Linked DNA regions of Mus musculus: region 1 is linked to region 2. The links are chromatin contacts, called in public promoter capture Hi-C maps. All regions are on one chromosome and are shown on one strand. The core of a region is the stretch at or near the end of the contact, and the rest is flanking DNA. Distances in the headings are between cores, read along the strand shown.

What was found. Capture Hi-C pulls out chosen DNA fragments and counts their contacts.
Region 1: a contact with region 2 is called in a promoter capture Hi-C map of liver. The contact joins the promoter of Rsl24d1 here to the promoter of Dnaaf4 in region 2. A contact is called at or near these places in 17 of 39 promoter capture datasets (the C10 cell line, the HPC-7 cell line, HPC-7-derived erythroid cells and 12 more), 1 of 15 datasets of contacts at CTCF or cohesin (CD8 T cells), 39 of 484 Hi-C or Micro-C datasets (B cells, the Ba/F3 cell line, CD4 T cells and 19 more), 24 of 115 datasets of contacts at active chromatin or transcription factors (the SCID.adh cell line, bone marrow-derived macrophages, effector CD8 T cells and 12 more) and 4 of 9 other capture datasets (adipose tissue, embryonic stem cells, liver and 1 more).

Annotation. Positions count from the first base shown.
Region 1 is chr9:73,111,972-73,115,462 of GRCm38.p6, forward strand. Rsl24d1 (ribosomal L24 domain containing 1) reads left to right here and starts at 1,498. Exons shown (of 6, transcript NM_198609.2): 1 at 1,498-1,612; 2 at 2,917-3,030. The coding sequence starts at 1,532.
Region 2 is chr9:72,957,214-72,960,841 of GRCm38.p6, forward strand. It overlaps Dnaaf4 (dynein axonemal assembly factor 4), which reads left to right and starts at 1,572. Exons shown (of 9, transcript NM_026314.3): 1 at 1,572-1,784; 2 at 3,369-3,516. The coding sequence starts at 1,662.

The DNA.
Region 1 (3,491 bases), core at 248-2,747, 150 kb after region 2:
CCCGGGATCCTATGCCCTCTTCTGACATTGGCTGGCACAGCACACACAATGTGCACATACTAAACAAGTAAAACACATAAAATAATACGATTTAAAAAATAGCAAGGCATGGTAGTACACTCCTTTTTTAAAAAAAGATTTATTTATTATTATTATATGTAAGTACACTGTAGCTGTCTTCAGACACACCAGAAGAGAGTGTCAGATCTCATTAGGGATGGTTGTGAGCCACCATGTGGTTGCTGGGACTTGAACTCAGATCTTTGGAAGAGCAATCAGTGCTCTTAACCGCTGAGCCATCTCTCCAGCTCCCACCCCTCCCCTTTAAAATATTTTATTTTTATTTTCACGTGCATTGGTATTTTGCCTATAAGTCCTCTGGACCCAGGTCCTCTGGAAGAGCAGTGCTCATCACTTCAGCCCCTCTCCTTTAAAATTTATTTTATATGTGTAGGAAGTTTGGTTACATATATGTCAGTGTACTGTGTGTATGTATGCCCGGTGCCTGTGGAGGCCAGAAGAGGGCATCAGATCCCTTGGAACTGGAGTTACAGATGGTTGTGAACTGTCATGTGAGTTCTGGGAATCAAATCTGGGTCCTCTGGAAGAACAACCAGTGCTCTTAACCCTAGAGCCATCTCTCCAGCACCTGGTAGCACACCCCTTTAATCCCAGTACTAAGGAGGCAGAGGTAGGGAGATCTCTTATTAGATCGAGTCCAGCTTGGTTTACATAGCCAGTTCCAGATTACACAAAACGAGACCCTCTGCCAAAATACAAAATCAGTTAAGCATCCCTTGGACCCACATGGTGAGAGGAAAGAACCAACTCGTCCAAGCTGTCCTGACTTTGAGTAGGTTGCTCTCCTAAGACCAGGGTGGAAGTTTTTTTTTTTTTTTTTAATTTTATTTTGTTTTATTATATGTAAGTACACTGTAGTTGTCTTCATTCACTCCAGAAGAGGGAGTCAGATCTCTTTAGGGATGGTTGTGAGCCACCATGTGTTGCTGGGATTTGAACTTCAGACCTTCAGAAGAGCAGTTGGGTGCTCTTACCCACTGAGCCATCTCACCAGCCCCGGGTGGAAGGTTTTAGTTGTGTACTCCTGCCAAGTCCTTTGGGGAAGACAAGCCTGGAGTAAAGCAGACTTTGGTACAATCCGGTGTGGGGGAGCGTGCCCGTGGCAAAGCACAAGCACCGCAATAGCGCTATGGAATGAGTATACCGGGAAAAATTCCAAAGCGCCCGTACGGTAGATCTCACAGAACCAAAAAGTCAAACTCCCAGATGCAGTCTATAGCCTCTGCGTCTGCGCGGGACGCTGCTGCTGCTGCTGCTGCTGCTGCTGCTGCTGCTGCTGCTGCTGCTGCTGCGCACACGCGGGTCAGGTGGTGCCTTTACCTTCAGCTCATTCATATTCTAAGATACCATTTCCGGGTCGGGTCAGGGACTCGCTTCCGGCGACTAGGAAGTGACGTACCACTTCCTCTCCAGCTCCGCGTCCCGAAGGTGGGTCCCACGCGGGGTCAACATGAGGATCGAAAAGTGTTATTTCTGCTCCGGGCCGATCTACCCGGGGCACGGCATGATGTTCGTCCGCAACGATTGCAAGGTGAGGCGGCCGTGGCCCGCACGCTCCGGACGGCTCGGGGACTGGAGCGCGCTCTGCTCGCGCCGGGTTCTGAACGCCGTGGAGTGGCCTGGGCTGGACCCGGCGTCGGTTCACTGCCGGCGAGGTCTCCTCGTTGCTGTCAGACGCTCATCTCATCCGCAGGCCACCCGGCTTGCCGCAGGGTCAGGAAGTCGGTCGAATTAATGCTTAAGGAGGCTCATGCTCTCGTACAGTGGGAGGTGGGGTTGTCTGTAGCGGTTAATGGACATGGTGCCTGAGCCTTATAGACTTTTGCATTGTTGCTGGAGATGAGCTAGGAGAAAGACAGCATGGGGGTTCTTTGGGGGGGATTAACTGGCTACTTCGGCAGCCTTCACTATCCCACTTCTTGAAGGTTCTCACGGAATGAAGTATGTAAGCAAAAGCATTATGATTTGTGCCGCATGCACAGGCTTTCTTAGTTTAGGTTTCTGTTTCTGAGCGGGTCACACATTTTAGTTACCATACTCAGCTTTCTTTGCTAGCGCCCAGTAACCTCAAAGGCTTACTTTTTATGTTGCTTCCAGTGACACACAGAAATTGCATTATTAATTATTTTTGGTTTTTCGAGACAGGGTTTGGTTTTTCTGTATAGCTCTGGCTGTCCTGGAACTCACTCTGTAGACCAGGCTCAGAAATCCGCCTGCCTCTTGTCTCTCCCAAGAGCTGGGATTAAAGGCGTGCGCCACCACTGCCAGGCTCCAGATAGCGTTTTGTTGTTGTTGTTGTTTTTTGTTTGTTTGTTTGTTTTGTTTTTTTGTTTTTTTTTGTTTTTTTTTTCCGAGACAGGGTTTCTCTGCATAGCCCTGGCTGTCCTGGGACTCACTTTGTAGACCAGGCTGGCCTCGAACTCAGAAATCCGCCTGCCTCTGCCTCCCAAGTGCTGGGGATTAAAGGCGTGCGCCACCACGCCCGGCTGAGAAGGTCTTTAAGGAGCTTTTTCTTAGACTATTCCTTCACTTAAGGCCAGTGTAAGGTATTATTCTCTAAAGTGATTAGTGATGGTTTCCGGGTGCTTAGCCTGGTAGAGATGATGTCGGACACCCATCAAACACTTGAGTGTCCTTCTGTTCTGATGTCGCATGTGATTCTAGGTGTTGTCCTTAGTTCTTATGTGAGTGTCTTTTTTTTTTTTGCTTTACAGTAGTTTTTTGTTTGTTTGCTTTTTCTTTTTGGTTGGCTGGGGGGGGCCGGGGGGGGCATGTAGAAACATTTTTATTGTTGACTCTTCAGCTCCTCGGTATTTTAACTTGAGTGTCCTGTAGGTGTTCCGATTCTGCAAATCCAAGTGTCATAAAAACTTTAAGAAGAAGAGAAACCCACGCAAGGTCAGGTGGACTAAAGCCTTCCGGAAAGCAGCTGGCAAGGAGCTCACGGTGGTGAGTGCGGGTGGTGGCCTGGCCTGAGCATGGGCCCCGCAGTGTGCCTGCTTCTTTATTTCTCATACTCACACGATCCTAAAGTCCATTGTTCTGTAGACTTCTAAAAAGTGAAAAACTGCTACCCTAGTATGTAAAAGTTGGTTTGTTTATTTTTTGTTCTTTTTTCTTTTCTTTTGTTTCTTCTCTGTCTCTCTTTCTCTGTCCCTGTCTGTGTCTCTCTCTTCTCCCCAAAACTGTTTTTGGCTTTGGCAAAGAAGAAGAAAAATCATGTAAATGGGTTGGATGAAGTGGGAACTTGGACTTTCAGGGCTGGGTGGAGGTTGGGAGATGAGCTGAAGAGCCCCTGAGTAGCACTGGGGCTCAGGTGTGGTTTGTAACAGACACGTACTGGTTTCTGCGTGTCCTTGGTAGGACTCTGTCGGAGAACAAAAGCTAGAAGTGTTGGTATTAGGGCAAGC
Region 2 (3,628 bases), core at 322-2,821:
CAGACACACCAGAAGAGGGCGCCAGATCTCATTACAGATGGTTGTGAGCCACCATGTGTTTGCTGGGATTTGAACTCAGGACCTTTGGAAGAGCAGTCGGTGCTCTTATTCACTGAGCCATCTCACCAGCCCCAATTTTTTATTTTTAAGTATGTGCATGTGTGTATGTGTGTGTGTGTGTGTCTGTGTGTGTATACAGTGCCTGTAGAAGCCAGAAAAGACACAAGAGCTTGAGACAACATGCTAGGAACAAGAATAGAATAAAAAGAGGGAAATGGCAAAAAGCAGGATGAAAGTGAAACAAATCAGCAGGATGTTAGGTTCTCTGCTCAGAAGGACTGACAAAGGAGCAGAAGTTTGAGATAATGATCTGCTGACAAAACAGGTCAGGATCAGGAAGGGAGAGATACTAACACCAACTCTACTGATCCTAAACTTTCTGCAATAAATTATGCTGGAGTTTAAACATTTCCCTAAATGCTCTCCAAACTTTTTTTTTCTAGTTTAAAATGCAGCATTCTATGTGCAAATAACTTCTCTAGTACTTAATTACATTTATCATTCACATCAGACTCGCGTAATGTAGAAACTGGGCCTAAGGAAGTAGTGTAGAAGGAGCATTTAGAATAAATGAAAGATCTCAGTCATTTTTCTGCTAACAATGCACATGGCACTAAAGACGTTGGGCTGAACTACACGGCCTTCAAGTTTCTTGGCAGCTGAAGTTCGGTGTGTATTATTGAAGTCCAGTGTAAGCTACTGGGAAATGGATCAGTTTAAATCCAATAGATCCTACTATGGAATTGCAGCAAAGTTTATTGTGAGGCTTTTGGGTCTCAAAAATTGAAGTTTAGGTCCCTTCCCAGGGTTAAGGGAATGTACACACCAGTGCTCCTAGGATGGGTGACGGCGTCAGCCCCTGAACATCAAACGTTGCTTTGTATTTTGAGACAGAATATTTGTGTTTATCAGGGTGGGTCTCCAACTGAGGGCTCTGCTCAAGTCGTGAGATTACAGGCTACCACACAGCAAATGGTCAGAGCAAACCAAACGTCCTGACTCTAAATGTGCCTTGCTGTCACAATGTACACATTCCAGCTCTGCCGACCCATATCCCTCTGCATCCTAAAGCTCCAAGCTTTTTCCTTTCCAGAGCTGGGAATACAACCCAGCCTCTCCCAGGGAGCCACACCACAGCTTCTCTTCTCCTTTAGCAAAAAGTCACTTTAAACTATTTGTATGTAATTAAGTTGTGCCTGCGTGTGAGTGCGGTGCCCTCGGAAGCCAGAAGAGGGTATCAGATTGGAGCTCCTGGCGCTTGAGAGACGCCGAGCACGGGTGCTGAGCCTCGAACTCGGATCCTCTGGGAAGCAGTGCCTGCGCACGGCAGTCTCCTGTCCCCGAGCCCTCTCGTTTCCGTGTTCTGCTCTACTTCGTCCTCATTCTCTCAGAGGCAGCGGGGACACAGATACTCCAGACTCAAGTAGGACTACCGACAACTGCAATACCCAACATAGTGGGAGACCGAGGGTCCTACTGGACCCCTGACCCGGAAGGACCCTAAGGGCCGGAAGTGATGGCAACCCCGCAATCCCCGCTTCCCTAGCAACCCGATCGGCTTCCTAGCGACGTAAAGTGGCTGTGCAGTCCCTGGTCCCGCCATGCCAGTGCGAGTGAGCGAGTTCAGCTGGCAGCAGACGCCGGCCACGATCTTCCTGTCGCTGCCTTTGCGGGGCGTCTGCGTGCGCGATGCTGACGTATTCTGTGGGGAAAGTTACCTGAAGGTGGGCGGGGCGGAGATGCAGTTGCTGTGCGCCCCGGGAGCAGGAGCTGTCTTGTAGAGTGTCCATGGCTTTACTTTTTTAAAGTTAATTTTTAATTTACATTTTTTACCCTTAATTAATTTATTTTTGTTATGCTAAGGATCAAACCCAGCATCCTGTGTATGCCAAGCCACTGAGCTACATCTCTAGTAACTATGTATATATTAAATGTATGAATGCGTGCATTCATGAGTGTGCATCAGGTGTGTGCAAATGCCTGCGAAGGCCAGAAGAGGGGGGTCAGATCTCCTAGAACTAGAGTTACAGATGGTTGTGAGCCACGCAGGATGGAAGAATAAGTGCTCTTAACCACTGAACCATCTCTCCAGCCCCAATAGCTACAGGGGTGTGAGCAGGGTGGAGGGTGTCTTATTCTGTAGCCCACACTGGCAATCCTCCTGCCTCAGACTTCCAAGTGTTGGGATTAATGGGATGCTCTCCCATCCCTGGCTAAACCTCAACTTAAAGTTGATAAACAAGTCTAAAGCTGCTGAGATGGGCCAATGAGTTAATGCACTACCACCAAGCCTGACAGCTGCAGTTCCGTCCCCAGAAAGGAGAAAACCAATTTCTCACAATTCTCTGACCTCCTCCTGCGTGCCATGGCACTCAGACCCACACACATGCGCACAACGTTGTCATTAAAACAACAGCTGGGCAGTGGTGGTGCTCACCTTTAATCCCAGCACTTGGGAGGCAGAGGCAGGCGTATTTCTGAGTTCGAGGCCAGCCTGGTCTACAGAGTGAGTTCCAGGACAGCCAGGGCTACACAGAGAAACCCTGTCTCGAGAAACCAAAAAACAAAGCAAAACAAAACCAACCATCCAACCAACCAACCAAACAAAAATATCTAAAAAAAAAAAACAAAAAAACCAAACCAACAACAAAAACAAATCTGTTGTCAGTGTGGTGTCATCTAGACATATTCAGGTTCCAGATTTGCTTTCATCTATTGCGTCCTCATATGCTTTGCTAAATTATGCTGCCTGGAATAAATTCAGTGGGGTTTTGAGAAACATTTTACACACACACACACACACACACCGGGATGGAGAAGGGGAGGGCTGGCTTCAAACTGGCTCCCTCACTTCGTAGCTGAGAATGGCCTGGGATGTCTGAGCACCCTGCTTCTACCTCCTGAGTGCCCGGATAACAGGCCTGGGACACCACACCAGGAACTATGTCCCCACCCTAGCATGTTTGCTTTTTTTTTTTTTTTTTTCTGGAATAAACGGTTGTAAATTTTTTTGATTTACCTTTATTGATGTGTGTTGCAGATTTGGCTCTGTGCATGAATGTGTACCATGTGCTTGTCTGATGCCCTAGGAGTTCAGATGAGGATGTCAGATCCCCTGGAACTGGATTTCAGAGGGTTGGGAGTTTCCATGTGGGTGCTGGGAACAGAACCCAGGTTGTCTACAAGAATAAGTGCTCTTAACCACTGAGCTGTCTCTCCAGCTTTTTTTTTTTAAGATGGCAGTGTCTTTAATTTGTGTAACTAACTCAATGCCTCTCTCTCTCTCTCTCTCTCTCTCGTCTGAACAGGTTAACTTTCCTCCATTTTTATTTGAGCTGTTTCTCTATGCTCCTATAGATGATGGGAAGAGCAAAGCCAAGATTGGAAATGACACGATTCTTTTCACATTGTATAAAAAGGAGCCAGTTCTGTGGGATAGCCTTTCTGTGCCGGGTGGTAAGTTTTTAAGTGAAAGTTGTTCACTTGAGCTGGGTGCCATTCACGAGAGCTCAGTATGTACCTGTAAGCCAATATCAGAAAGCTGGGCTACATGAAACCTTGTCTCAAA